Linked DNA regions of Rattus norvegicus: region 2 is linked to region 1. A link is a contact called in public Hi-C data. All regions are on one chromosome and are shown on one strand. Each heading gives the region's core, a stretch centred on a gene start, on an enhancer-like site or on the middle of the called end of the contact. The rest is flanking DNA. Distances are from core to core; before and after follow the strand shown. Region 1 holds the start of Lin7a (lin-7 homolog A, crumbs cell polarity complex component). Region 2 overlaps Lin7a (lin-7 homolog A, crumbs cell polarity complex component).

What was found. Hi-C and Micro-C count contacts between places; a contact is called where the count stands out from the background.
Region 2: a contact with region 1 is called in a Hi-C map of liver, with 3 times the contacts expected there. The contact joins the enhancer-like site here to the promoter of Lin7a in region 1. A contact is called at or near these places in 6 of 12 Hi-C or Micro-C datasets (Schwann cells, frontal cortex, hepatocytes and 2 more).

The regions. Positions count from the first base shown.
Region 1 is chr7:44,470,794-44,477,169 of GRCr8, reverse strand. It overlaps Lin7a (lin-7 homolog A, crumbs cell polarity complex component), which reads right to left and starts at 3,602. Exons shown (of 6, transcript NM_001408921.1): 1 at 3,503-3,602. The coding sequence starts at 3,584.
Region 2 is chr7:44,571,200-44,577,575 of GRCr8, reverse strand. All of the region lies in intron 2 of Lin7a (lin-7 homolog A, crumbs cell polarity complex component), which reads right to left. Among named protein-coding and RNA genes, the nearest start is that of Lin7a, 100 kb to the right of the region's middle. Within about 2 kb of position 3,400, at least 2 of the 93 cell types and tissues checked have an H3K27ac peak or open chromatin away from gene starts, as enhancers often do. A contact at or near this core is called in hepatocytes and liver, where this site is marked.

The DNA.
Region 1 (6,376 bases), core at 2,353-4,852:
ATGAACAACAATGCCAAGCAACCAGAGCTTCCAGGGACTAAGCCACTACCTAAAGACTATACATGGACTGACCCTGGACTCTGACCCCATAGGTAGCAATGAATATCCTAGTAAGAGCACCAGTGGAAGGGGAAGCCCTGGGTCCTGCTAAGACTGAACCCCCAGTGAACTAGACTATGGGGGGAGGGCGGCAATGGGGGGAGGGTTGGGAGGGGAACACCCATAAGGAAGGGGAGGGGGGAGGGAAATGTTTGCCCGGAAACCGGGAAAGGAAATAACACTCGAAATGTATATAAGAAATACTCAAGTTAATAAAAAAATTCTTTTAATTAAAAAAAAAAGACTTGGGCATTAGGAATTTGGATCTGATCACTGTGAGCTGTGCAGTTTTAGCAGTCTGACACTCAGGTATTCCAAGGTAGGTCTCATCGTTTGCCTGCCTACTAGAGATCTTGGGTCACTCCAAGCTTCTGGAGTTCCATTTGATTTACTCTATGGCATACATATGGAATTTTTTCCTACTCCTATTATTACTGTGCTGGTCATATTGACCCCACTCCAGGTGTCATACTGTCCCAATGGACTCTACTTCCTTGATTCCAAAGGACACCCACCGAGAATCAAATCTCCCACGTAGAGGTAGCTTAGCTCTGAAAATACCTATGAATGTTCCTCTGTAAATGAAACTACTAGAAAAGAACCATGCATCTTAACCATAGCTCTTCTGATTTGGTAAGATGCACTGGTAGTGCCTGACATAGTCCCGTTTCCTTCTTCCCTCTTGCCCAGTAGATACAATCCTACTTATTGCCTGGTGGCACATGCCTTTAATGCCAGCATTTAGGAGGCAAAAGCAAGCAGATCTCTGAGTTCGAGGCCAGCCTGGTCTACAAGGCAAGTTCCAGGACTGCCAGGACTACATAGAGAAACCCAGTCTTGAGAAACAAAAGGCCCAGCATTGGGAAGCAGCTGAGGCTGGTAGACATCCACCAAGTGAATGTGGGAATGGGTCGTTACCACTGCCTCATGTGCCCTTTTCTATCATCCTCGATGGCTCTGCAATGCCAGAACTCCATGGATTGCACTCCACTCTCATATGCAATCTGTCTAATTAACAGTTCTTGACTTACTCCAGGCTTTATTTCACTATCACTAGTCTACATTAACTTTCTATTCCATCACAAGTCAGGGACGATGAGGAATTCAAAGATGGATTAAGAAATAACTTCAAGGAGCTTTACCATTTTGGGGAGACAAACTAAAGAAGGGTTATAAGGGCCTTGATGGAGCCAAAAGCCTTTGTATATATAATGTGGGCTGCCACCACCCCAGCCAATGTATCAAATGGCACTCTGGGAACTTGGAGTGACCCAAAATCTCCAGTAGGTGGCCAAATGGTAAGACCTAAGTTGGGATAACTGAATTACAGACTAACACTGCACAGCGTCACAATTAGCTTACCCAAATCCCCAATGCCCAACACACCAGGACAAAGTTTAGAATCCTGTATTTCATCAACCTAATAAAATTACTTAGTTAATCATATTAAGTTACTATCACAGTGAAGTAAAGGGAAGATAACTTTACCGTCTTCTTACAACCCAAGCAGTTAAAGCCAGTGATTCAATAATTCAGATGTTCACATAAGTAACCAAGCTTTGCTTCCTGAGTTACTTACTCTACAGATCTAATCACAGAAGGACAGGTACCATCTGACTATAAACATGAACACACTTTAAATCTTGGTCTTCTCTGGACAACTACTGGGGCGCCCAAGGGCTAAGATAAACTTCCCCAAAGTGGACTAGTTATACTACTAATAGTAGTGCTGGGATGTAAATTTTCTTGGGTTTGTGGTCTTCTTGGAGTGTTTGCTTCTAACATAGAACTTGGGAAGTTTAATATAGTTAAACTTGGGATGTTTAATGACTGTAATTCAGTAATGGGACAATAGAAGAGCTCATCACATTAAAACAGAAATACTTGGGAAACCCATCGTTTTTAATAGCCTGCCATCTGCTTGGCTCTTACCAGCAATGGATTTATCCTGCTTAGTGCAGATGATATTGGGACTAAAATCATAGATTACACGGCGGACTTCTGAGCTCTTTGCTGTTATTAATTTGCAAGCTTGTAAACGAACATTTCCCAACATAAAAATCAATTATTGTTCAACTCTTACCCTAAGTAAGGTTGCTATGGGCACCGCATAATATCCGTTCTGGCACCAACAGATTGAGTTAAAGTCACCAGAGATCTCTCCAAATTAAGAACCTGAAACACAGTTTACCAGCTTTGCCACTGTGCTCGCAGTAGGATGCTCTTTTTGCCTTGCTGGGCCCTCTAGTTTAATCCTCCAGAAAGAGAAATTTTAGAGGGACAAGGACTAAATCATTTTCTTCTGAGCACAGCATTTTCAAATGGCTGCACCGGGTCCTAAGCCCCGCCGCTGCGGACCCAGAGCTAGAGGTGCCCTCTCTCTGCAGAGCTGGGACTCTGGCGCCCTAGTAACTGGACCCGGTGAGGCAGAAAGGAAACTCCCATTTACAGCCAGGTACTACTCCGGTGCGCTAGGCAGGGCCGGATCCTAGAGGAGAAACCGGTAACCAGGTTTGTGAAGGTTTGAGCAAACGCTGTTTCCCATTCAACCAAAGAGTAGGACGCACAGGTCACAGGCTAGAAGTTAAACAGTTACCCAGCCTGCGCTTTGTCTCCGCGCCTTCTGCAGCCCAGGCACTGAGGTGCACTTGGCTGGTGAAGAACAAGGTTTGCTGGAGCAGGAAACAGGAGTTGCTATCGCCCTGAAACTGCAGGGTGAGGGAGTACCGCGACCCGAGCCGCAGCTCCGGACCGCATGCCGGAGCCAAGCCGGCTGGGCTCTTGGATGCGATGTCCCCGAGCCGGCGAAGGTTGCCCCGGCTCTGCTCTGCCCTTTCGCCCGAGGGCAGGGCCCTGGCTCGGCAGCCCGGAGGCTTTGCACCCAGCTACCCATCCAAGCGCCCTGCCGCCTTGGGGCGATCTCCCTGTCACCGCAGCTGCACAGACCCCTCGTTTCCAGCGCAGGGACAAACTTCCTCCCTCCGGGTCCCCGCGCCGGCAGTTGGCAGTTGGCTTCCCCACTGGTCCCTTAGCAGCGTTAGCTGGAAGGGCTTTCTGTGCCCATCTCCAACCTCCAGTCACTAGCGCTCAGCGGTCCCTGCTCATCCTCTCCAACAAAGCCGGGGCTCGGAGGCGACCCGGAGAGGGACTGAGACTGGCAGCTGAAGCATCGAGCTCTGGCAAGCACCCACGCCCCGGCGAGCGCAGCAAGAAGGGGCGGCAGGGACCAGGCGAGGAGAGAGGGGAAGAAAGTGTCCTGTTCTGGGCGCGAAACCCTCCTGGGTTGATCCTCCTCCCCCAGCTGCCCCTGCCCGAGCGCATCCTGCCTTCCCTGTGGGACTGGGCAGAATGGAAGGCGAAACCGTGCGGACTGTGTGGCCTGACGGACCAGCCGCTCCCTTACCTCTGTCCAGAGTAAGCGGCTGGACCACTGTCAATGTCGCCATGTCTGCCGTGGGAGCCGAAGTGACGCTCGGCTTCAGCATCAGCAACCGCTTGTAGTGAGAAAAAGAGGAGGAGATTGGGGGCGGGGGTGGAGAGGGAAGACGGAAAGGAGGGGGAGGAGGGGGAGGCAGGAAGGTGGTGATGGAGGAGAAGAAAGCTTGGGTGGGTTGGTAGCCAGATGGAGATTCAACTGTTCCGCCGCGGCGAATCTTCAGTGCCGCGCCAAGCAGGGCAGGTATCCGCGAGCGCCTGCATGGCCAGGAGCTGAGAAAGGAACGCTCAGCCCTAGAACTTTGCTCGCCCACCTATCGGGAGCCCTGGCTGGGTGTAGCAGGTTTGCTGTCTTTCAACTTTCCACCCAAGCTTAGTGGTCAGAATGCACTCGAACACAGAGGAAGAGGACACGGAAGCGGGAGAGACAGTAGAGAGAGGTGGGGACAGAATTCTTTTCAGATTAAGAACATTTTCAACCTCCCTTTCCACATCCCTTTCCAGGGGAAACGCCACTAGTTATGGGAGATGTGGCTATATATCACTGTAGTTGCTGTTAATTTCTGTTGAAGCTTTTTGTTTAGAAGGTCCCCTCCCAACAGTACAAGGGTACCGGAGGGCCAGGGTTCTGTAAGTCAGTGTTTATTTAGAAGCTGGGTTTATTGCCTAGGAAAATAACTTGCCTTTACAAGCAAACTTCCTTAAAAGGTTTTAAAATAAAAAATGAAAACAACAGTTTCTGTCAGTGAATGATATTTAACTGGGACCCTCTCGTGCTAATCTAGAAGAAACGTGCATTCAGAGCTGTTATGTATTGATTAATTAGCAGGGATGGGAGGAGTTGAGTCACGGATGTTTGGTACCATTTACTACATCTTAACCTGGGGATTCTTTTTTTTTCTGCACCCTCTGAATTACAGGTAGATAACGTTAAAGGCCTGGTTTCAGAACCAGTCGATCATGTTTCAGTTCCCGAAGACTTAGATACTGTGAGCCCTTTATCCCAACTTCCATGAAATTTTCCCCAAGCCTCATTTCCTTATCAAATCATGAAGAAGCATGGAGAAGCCTCCTCTAGGCATAACAGAGATGAGGGAGCACAGGGCTGGGATAAGGATGCTGCCCTTCCCTGTGACTATGACCAATGCTATGTTCTGTTAATGATACCCAGAGGGGAAGGGAAGGAAGCAGATATTCAGCAGTAATTGAAAAGTCAAAGATGATTGGCCATCTAGCTATCCAACAGATCCTTAGAGACACACTGAACGTAGTATTTCTTATACTTATCTTTAACAGTTTTAGGTTTAAGAACTTTGATCATGAAAGTCAACTTTCCGTCACTCATATTATCTGACAAACTCTCAGTCCCTTGTAGATCCCCAGTTTTTACATCTGTCAATCACTTCACAGCTTCATTCAGTTGGAACGTGATCATGTAATAGGAGGAAACTGATCCTAATTTGCAAGGTCTGGGCTATTTCTAAGCTTTTGATGGAAAAGAATATACTCCAAGATCATAAACATACAAGTAACATATGGACTGGGTGGCATACATTTATATATTTAGAAATATATATAATATATTTTATATATGAATGCATATATATATATATATATATATTTGCAAAACACTGAGAGAAATAGAGACCATAATGAGATAAAGGGAGCATCGATACATGGAGAGTAGAGGTAGGAAACAGGGAAATTATGTAATTATACTTTAAAAATTAAGGAGAATAAAATGAAAGCATCTCTTTCATGCTGCAGAGATGGCACAAAGTCTAAGATCACATATTGCTCTTATAGAGGACTCAAGTCCAGTCCCCAGTGTGTCCATTGATGGTTCACAGCTCTGTCCTAACTCCAGCTCCAAGGGTCTCTGACCTCTGGCCTCCTCAGCCACTGGCACTCTATGAGCAAAACCACACAGACACATCATTAATGGTAAGATACATCTTTAAAAAAATGAATGATTTTTTAGTGTAGTAGACTATAAATTTATTAGCATAAGCTACCAATAATGTATTTATTATTGTATTATTGGCTATTTATTACCTACTTATTAGTTTAAGGACTAAGCTAGGGTCTAGTCAGGCAAAGGTTGACAAGATTTAACATCTTTCTTTCTACTTAGTTTTTGTTATGTGACAAATGGTGAATTCTGTGCAGGAAGTTCCCTAAGTGCCAAAGCATTGTGGGAGAAGGAATCTGTGACTCTTAAGTGATCATGAAAATACACATGCCCTAACGGGTGTAAGGGGAAGAAGAAATCCAACTGTCTGTTTTGATGGTAGAATGCATTTCGAGGTTTTGCACAAAATACCAAAGCTGATCCAGTAACTGAGGATGAAGAAAATACCAGTCCCTTGGCCATTAATGTAATTCCTTAAACAAAATTTTTGCTAAGGAATATGTGCATCTGGAACCTGATTCATCTGTCTAAAAGCCTTAATTGTGTCCATTTCCACGTAAACTTCAGGTTGTGCAATTCATGAGGGACGAACTTTTGGTTTATCTGTTTCCCAATGGCTCTCCGGCAGCAACATTGGGTAACATGTCTCTTACATTTTGAGGGCCTTGATTGAAAATTTACTCTGCCATGCTTCTTTTATGTTGTCTCCTTCCTTTTTCTTTCAAGAACTAGAAAAGGAAGTACCATTCTGGAGGTGCCCATCACTTATTCCTAGAATTGATAAATTCAGTACCGTTAGCATCTGTTTAAACACTTGTAGAAAATTATTAATGAGTCAGCATGCATAACCACTGGTTTTCATTAAAAACATTTGTAAACTAGCATTTATCTTTGTCTTTCTGAGACATGGGAGACATAGGGAAGAATTTC
Region 2 (6,376 bases), core at 2,151-4,650, 100 kb before region 1:
GTGAACTTGGAGGCCCTTTAAGTAGCATTTTCTGTCTAACGGACTTAAGCTGGTTCCTTGCGGAACCATGAGGCTGATTCACAATAATTTCCATCTTTCTGTCAGCCTGAAAAATGGGTAAGAAATGTTTACTAAATAGGTTTTCTTTCTTTCTTCCCTTCCTCCCTGCCTTCCTTCTTTCTTTCTTTTTTGAAATAAAAGTTTCAAGGGTCTGGTCTCTTAACGGCACTCTTTAAACAGCAAATAATACAACTCATTAGTGTTTTAGACACACGATAGAAGACATTGTTAAAACACAGTCAGCAAAGCTGTTTCCTCCTAAACGTCTGAGAAGATCTTGAAATCTTTATATTGATGATTAAAAACAAAACCAAAAAAATGCTTCATCTTCCAAAAGCTGAAATGTGGGGAGTGAGTTTTAGTGGTTTACTTTGAGGAAGATACTTGACCAAAAGAGAAAAAGAAGTTCAAAATGTTAGACTCTATGTTTATTTTGAAATTAATGAAGTTATAAAAAATCTATCAATATTACATAGAGATTAAGAAGTCCATTTGTTTTATTTTGGAGAGAGGGATAATTATTATTTTCTGACAGAATCAAGTAGAAAAACTGCCACTAAATGTCTAAAAAAGAGTATTTCTTTCTTTTAATTACTCTTATTTTAATTACATGAGCCAAAGCTTCTTAAAAAAGACACAAAAATTCATTAATTCACCATTCCTCAACCGTTTTACTAAGATTTGGGACTAGTGTCTCCCAATATGTTTAGCCGGCTCACCTTTTCTCAAGTACATTGGGTTGGGCCTCTACCTCTCCTGACTCAGATTACCCAGCTGATGTTCCCAGAGGTAAACTGTTGCAATGGTCTAGCTCAGAGAGGAAGATATATAAGTTAGAACCTATCTTGTAGCTTTGAACCTTGACTAAATCATTCTGATGTTCAGTTTCCATGGGAAATCTATATATAGTAGGACAATTCAGAAGTGTGTTACTCCATATTCTGCAGGTTCCTAAAATGGCTGCCAAGCCACAATCCCTGGAAGTACATTGTTTTGCTTCCTTGATAGCTCTTGCACAAATATATTCTACTTATTTATTTTCATAGCTGACTAAGAGGAGGAATCCCTCCTCCCCTGCCTTGCTTCTCTTGTTAATAAACTCTCTCATCAGACACATTTTCCACTCCTAACTCATTATCTCCTACTCAATGTTCCTCGCTCATGCACATAGTCTCACAGTTAAAAATTCCTTCACCTCAGCTGTCTGGCCAAGTACCGACCTGACCATGTGTCTAGTGTGATTTTGGCTATCCTCTGCCCTCAAGTGACAAACCAGTCCAGAAATCACTCACTGTGAAGAACCAAGTCTCTTCTTCATTTTTTTTCTTTTTTCTTCTTTTAGGAGCTGGGGACCGAACCCAGGGCCTTGCGCTTGCTAGGCAAGTGCTCTACCACTGAGCTAAATCCCCAACCCCTCTCTTCTTTATTTTTAACCTCTCCTGTGTTCCTGGCTCTTGCAAGTTCCATAATGAACCCTTCCACTGGTCCAGGTCTTTGAGGTCTTTGAACATCCCTATAATGCTGACAGAAATATTTCTCTGCCTGGTGGGCATTTGTTTACCAAAGTTTATGAGGATGTTCAAAGGTCTAATTCAAGATTTATCTCCCTGAATAAATGTTTCCCACATCTCTCCTAGACTTCCTGGCTTTCTGAACTTGCTGGGGGTCATGTTGATTAGTGATTTCTTTGTTTGCATTCACAGATGTTTATAAAGACCATCACTTAGCAAATAATTAAAAGAGTGTCATCAACTGATTAGGGCAAAAGGTCATTTTTTGTTAGGGAGAAAATGTAAATACTTGATAACTATTGCAAATTAAAAATAATTATCCTCAATATTCAGATTTGAATTTTCAATTAAAAACCAGGATTCTAAAAGGGCAGAACTGTCTAGATGATTGCACAGGCTCTGGAGATGGCTTGAAAACAATCCCAGGCTGGCTGTTCAGCTTTCCAATTGTATGATGTTGGTCAGTTAAGTGCTTGATTTCCCTGGGGCTCAATGTTCTCAATTGGAAAATGTGCCTTAAAGCGGTAAGTCTTTTATGACGACTGGATAAGAACATAACAGTTTGCCATATGTAGTTAGATAACTGAAAGTTTGCTAATAGCACTACTGTCATGACATTGCTCATCTTATTTGATCCTGGGGTCTTTGGGGAAAAATCTCCCAGGATAAACAATATATGAACAGCTAGGGCTCTCAACTGGGGACCAATTTGTTCTCTGGAGATACTTGGCAATGTCTGCTGCCTTTCAGCAAGTGGTAGCTGCACCAATTCTGTATCCCCAATCCTCCCCGACCCCCAAATCCATGACTCTGAGCAAAAGTGAGGGAGACAGCATGATAAACTTTTTATAATGCGAGCATACTGAGCGAAACCAATCCAATATTGTTGTCTGTCTTTTTATTTCTACAAAGCACAGTAGATTTGGAATGCTTGGTCTTCAAAAGTGAAATGAGGAACAGAGTTTAGTGATCCAGTCAGGTCAAATCTTTGAGATATTCAGTCTGCATGGGGTGGATAACCTAATAAACCTCCTGTGCCTCTCATTTCCTAAGGGAAAGCGATTCATCCCTGCGTGCCTTTCTTGTCAAGGACAACTAAAAATACCCTTCCCTATTTTGAAGAAAATTATCAGGGAAAAACACTCATTTTGCTGGACACCAGAAAGGGTTCTTAAAGGCAAAAGAGAAGATAGTTGTGTGTGCTTTGACAAAGGAAAGTGGTGTTTATTATCCTCTGAATCCCCTGTCACAGATTTGCGATAACTTTGAGCTGTGACATTTGTAGGCAAATTCCATTGAGCAGCATGCACTTCTAGCCATATTAGATCATTGTTAGAAGGTCTAGTGCCTTTTTGCCTTCTATTTCAATATTAGTGATTTCCTAACTTTGAAATACTCCAAGAGATCCCATGACATTTTGAGCATTTAGACCTTTTGCTAAGTTGCTAAAAATTTAGAGAGGTAAGTCGACTAGATAAAAACAAAACAATGGTGGTATGTTGGTTCAAATAGTTCATTGAAATGTGTTTATCTAATACTCTTTTCTGAGTTATTCTGTGTGCCAGCTGTGCTAAATCATTTTTATTGGATATTTTACTTATGTTTCAAGTGCAATCCCCTTTCACAGTTTCTTTTCCGGAAAACCCCTATCCCATCTTCCCTATGAGGGTGTTCTCCCACCTACCCACCCACTCCTGCCTCCCCACCCTGGCATTCCCCTACACTGGGGCATTGAGTCTTCCCATAGCCAAAGGCCTCTCCTCCCACTGATGTCCAGCAAGGCCATCCTTGCTACATATGTGGCTGGAGTCATAGGTCACTCCATGTGTACCCTTTGGTTAGTGATTAATCCCTGGGAGCTCTGGGGGTTCTTGTTGGTTGATATTGTTGTTCTAAATCATTAAAGGAAACAATCCCTTTCCAAAACTGAAAGAACATGATTTCATAACAGAATTGCTATTTAATCTTTTCTTTTTATTTATTTATTCACTTTACATCCAGATCGCTGCCCCTTTCCATAGTCCCTCCCTTTGTCCCCCTCCCCTTCTCCTCTGAGAGGGTGAGCCCCAGCCCTGATATCCTCTCACCCAGGCATACCAAGTTTCTGTGGGACTAGGTGCTTCCTCATTTGGAGGCCAAACAAGGCTTCCCAGCTAGAAGAATGTATTCCACAGATATGCAACACCTTCAGGGATAGGTCCCACTCCAGTTATTTGGGATCTACATCTGCTAACTGTGTGTGTGTGTGTGTGTGTGTGTGTGTGTGTGTGTGTGTGTTGGGGGGCAGGCCTACATCCAGTTCATGTATGCTCTTTGGCTGGTAGTTCAGTCTCTGAGAGCCCCAAGGGTTCAGGTTAGTTGACTATGTTGATCTTCCTGTAGTGTTCCTTTCCCCTTTGGGGCTGCAACCCTTCCCCCTATTCTTCAACAAGAGTCCCCAAACTCCATTCACTATTTGGCTGTGGTATCTGCATCCCTCTTAGTAAGTTGCTGGGTAGAGCCTCTCAGAAGACAGCCATGATAGACTCCTGTCTAGAAACATAACAGAGTATCATTAATAGTATCGGGGATTGGCTCACTATGAGCATAGTGGAGCACATGTCCTGGTGGTGTGGTTGAGCATCCTTTGGATCTTTGCTCAGGAGCAGTAGAGCTGGGTCTTCAGGTAGAACTATTTCTAATTTTTTGAGGAACCGCCAGATTGATTTCCTGAGTGGTTGTACAAGTTGGAAATGCCACCAGCAATGAAGAAGTGTTCCCTCTGCTCCACATCCTCATGAGCATGTGCTGTTGCTTGAGTTTTTGATCTTACCCACTCTGCCCAGTGTGAGGTGGAATCTCAGGGCTGTTTTGACTTGCTTTTCCCTGATGACTAAGGATGTTGACCATTTAAGTGCTTCTCAGCCATGTGAAATAACTCTGTTGAGAAGTCTCTGTTTAGCTTTGAAACCCAGTTTTAATTGGGTTATTTGGTTCGTGAGAGTCTAACTTCTTGAGTTCTTTATATATTTTGGATATTAACCCTCTGTCAGATGTCTAGTTAATGAAGAACTTTTCCAAATCTGTAGGCTGCTGTTTTGTCCTACTGACAGTGTCCTCTGCATTACAGAAGCGTTTCAGTTTCATGAGGTCCCACAAATCAATTGTTCTAAAATTGATCTTAAAACCTGTTCTGTGCAGGAAATTTTCTCCTCCACTAATGTGTTCAAGTTAATTCCCATTTTCTCTTTTACCAGATTCATTGTATCCGGTTTAATGTTGAGGTCCTTAATCCAATTCAACTTGAGTTTTGTGCAGGGTGATAAATATGGATCTATTTGCATTCTTCAACATGCTGACACCCAGTTAGACCATTTCTTGAAGATGCTTTCTTTTTTCCACTGTATGGTTTTGGCTTTGTCAAAAATCAAGCGTCCATAGATTTGTGGGTTTATTTCTCGGTCTGCAATCCTATTCCATTGATCAACCTGTCTCTGTAGCAATGCACGGTAATTTTTTTTCCTTTTATCACTATTGCTGTGCAGTCCAACTTGAGGTCATGGATGTTCATTCCTCCTGAAATCCTTTTATTGTTCAGGATATTTTTGGTTATCCTCTTCTTTTGTTTGTTTGGGTTTTTTTTTGTTTTTTTTGTTTTTGTTTTTGTTTTCCATATGAAATTGAAAATTGTTCTTTCAAGGTCTGTAAAAAATGTGTTGGAATTTTGATGCAAATTGTGTTGAATCTTTAGATTGCTTTTGGTAAGATGGCCATTTTCACTATGTTAATCCTCGTAATCTATGAGCGTGGGGAATCTTTCCACCCTTTGATATCTCCTACAATTTCTTTCTTCTGGAACTTGAAGTTCTTGTCAGAAATGTCTTTCACTTGCTTGGTTAGAGTTATACCAAGATATTTTATATTATTTGTAGCAATTGTGAAGTGTGTTGTTTTCATTTTAGTATTTTGGCATTTTTATAAAGGAAGGTTACTGATTTCTTTCTGTTGATTTTGTATTCAGCCACTTGGTTCAAATTGTTTATCAGTTGTAGGAGTTCTCTGGTAGAATTTTGGGGGTTATTTATCTATACTATCCTGTGAATAGTGATCCCTTGCTTTCTTCCTCTCCAATTTGCATCAGCTTGGTCCTCCTTTTGTTATCTTCTTGCTGTAGCTACAACCTCGAGTTCTATATTGAATAGAGAGGGAGAGACTAGGCAGCCTTGTCTTGTCCTTGACTTTAGTGGGATTGCTTCAATTCTCTCTCCCTGTAATTCAATGCTGGCTATTGGTTTGATGTATATTGCTTTTACTATGTTTAGGTATATGCCTTGAATCTTGATCTCTCCAAGACTTTTAGCATGAAGAGGTGTGGGATTTTGTCAAAGGCTTTTTCAGCATCTAATGAGATGATCATGTAATTGCTTTCTTTTAGTTTGTTTATATAGTGAATTATATTAATGGATTCCATACATTGAACCATCCCTGAATCGCTGGGATTAAGTCTACTTGGTTGTGGTAAATAATGTTTTTGATGTGTTCTTGGATTTGGTTTGTGAGAGTTTTATTCAGTAATTTTGTGTGGATGTTCATAAGTAAAATTTGTATGAAGTTCTCTCTCTTTGTTGAATCTTTGTGTGATTTAAGCATGAGGGTAACTGAGGATTTATAGTCTGAACTAGGTAGTGTTCCTTATGTTTCTATTTTGTCTGATAGTTTGAGGAGTATTGGTATTAGTTTTTGTTTGAAAGTTTGAGACAACTAAACTAAAACTGGCCCTGGGCTTTTTTTTTTTTGTATTGGGAGGCTTTTAATGACTGCTACTA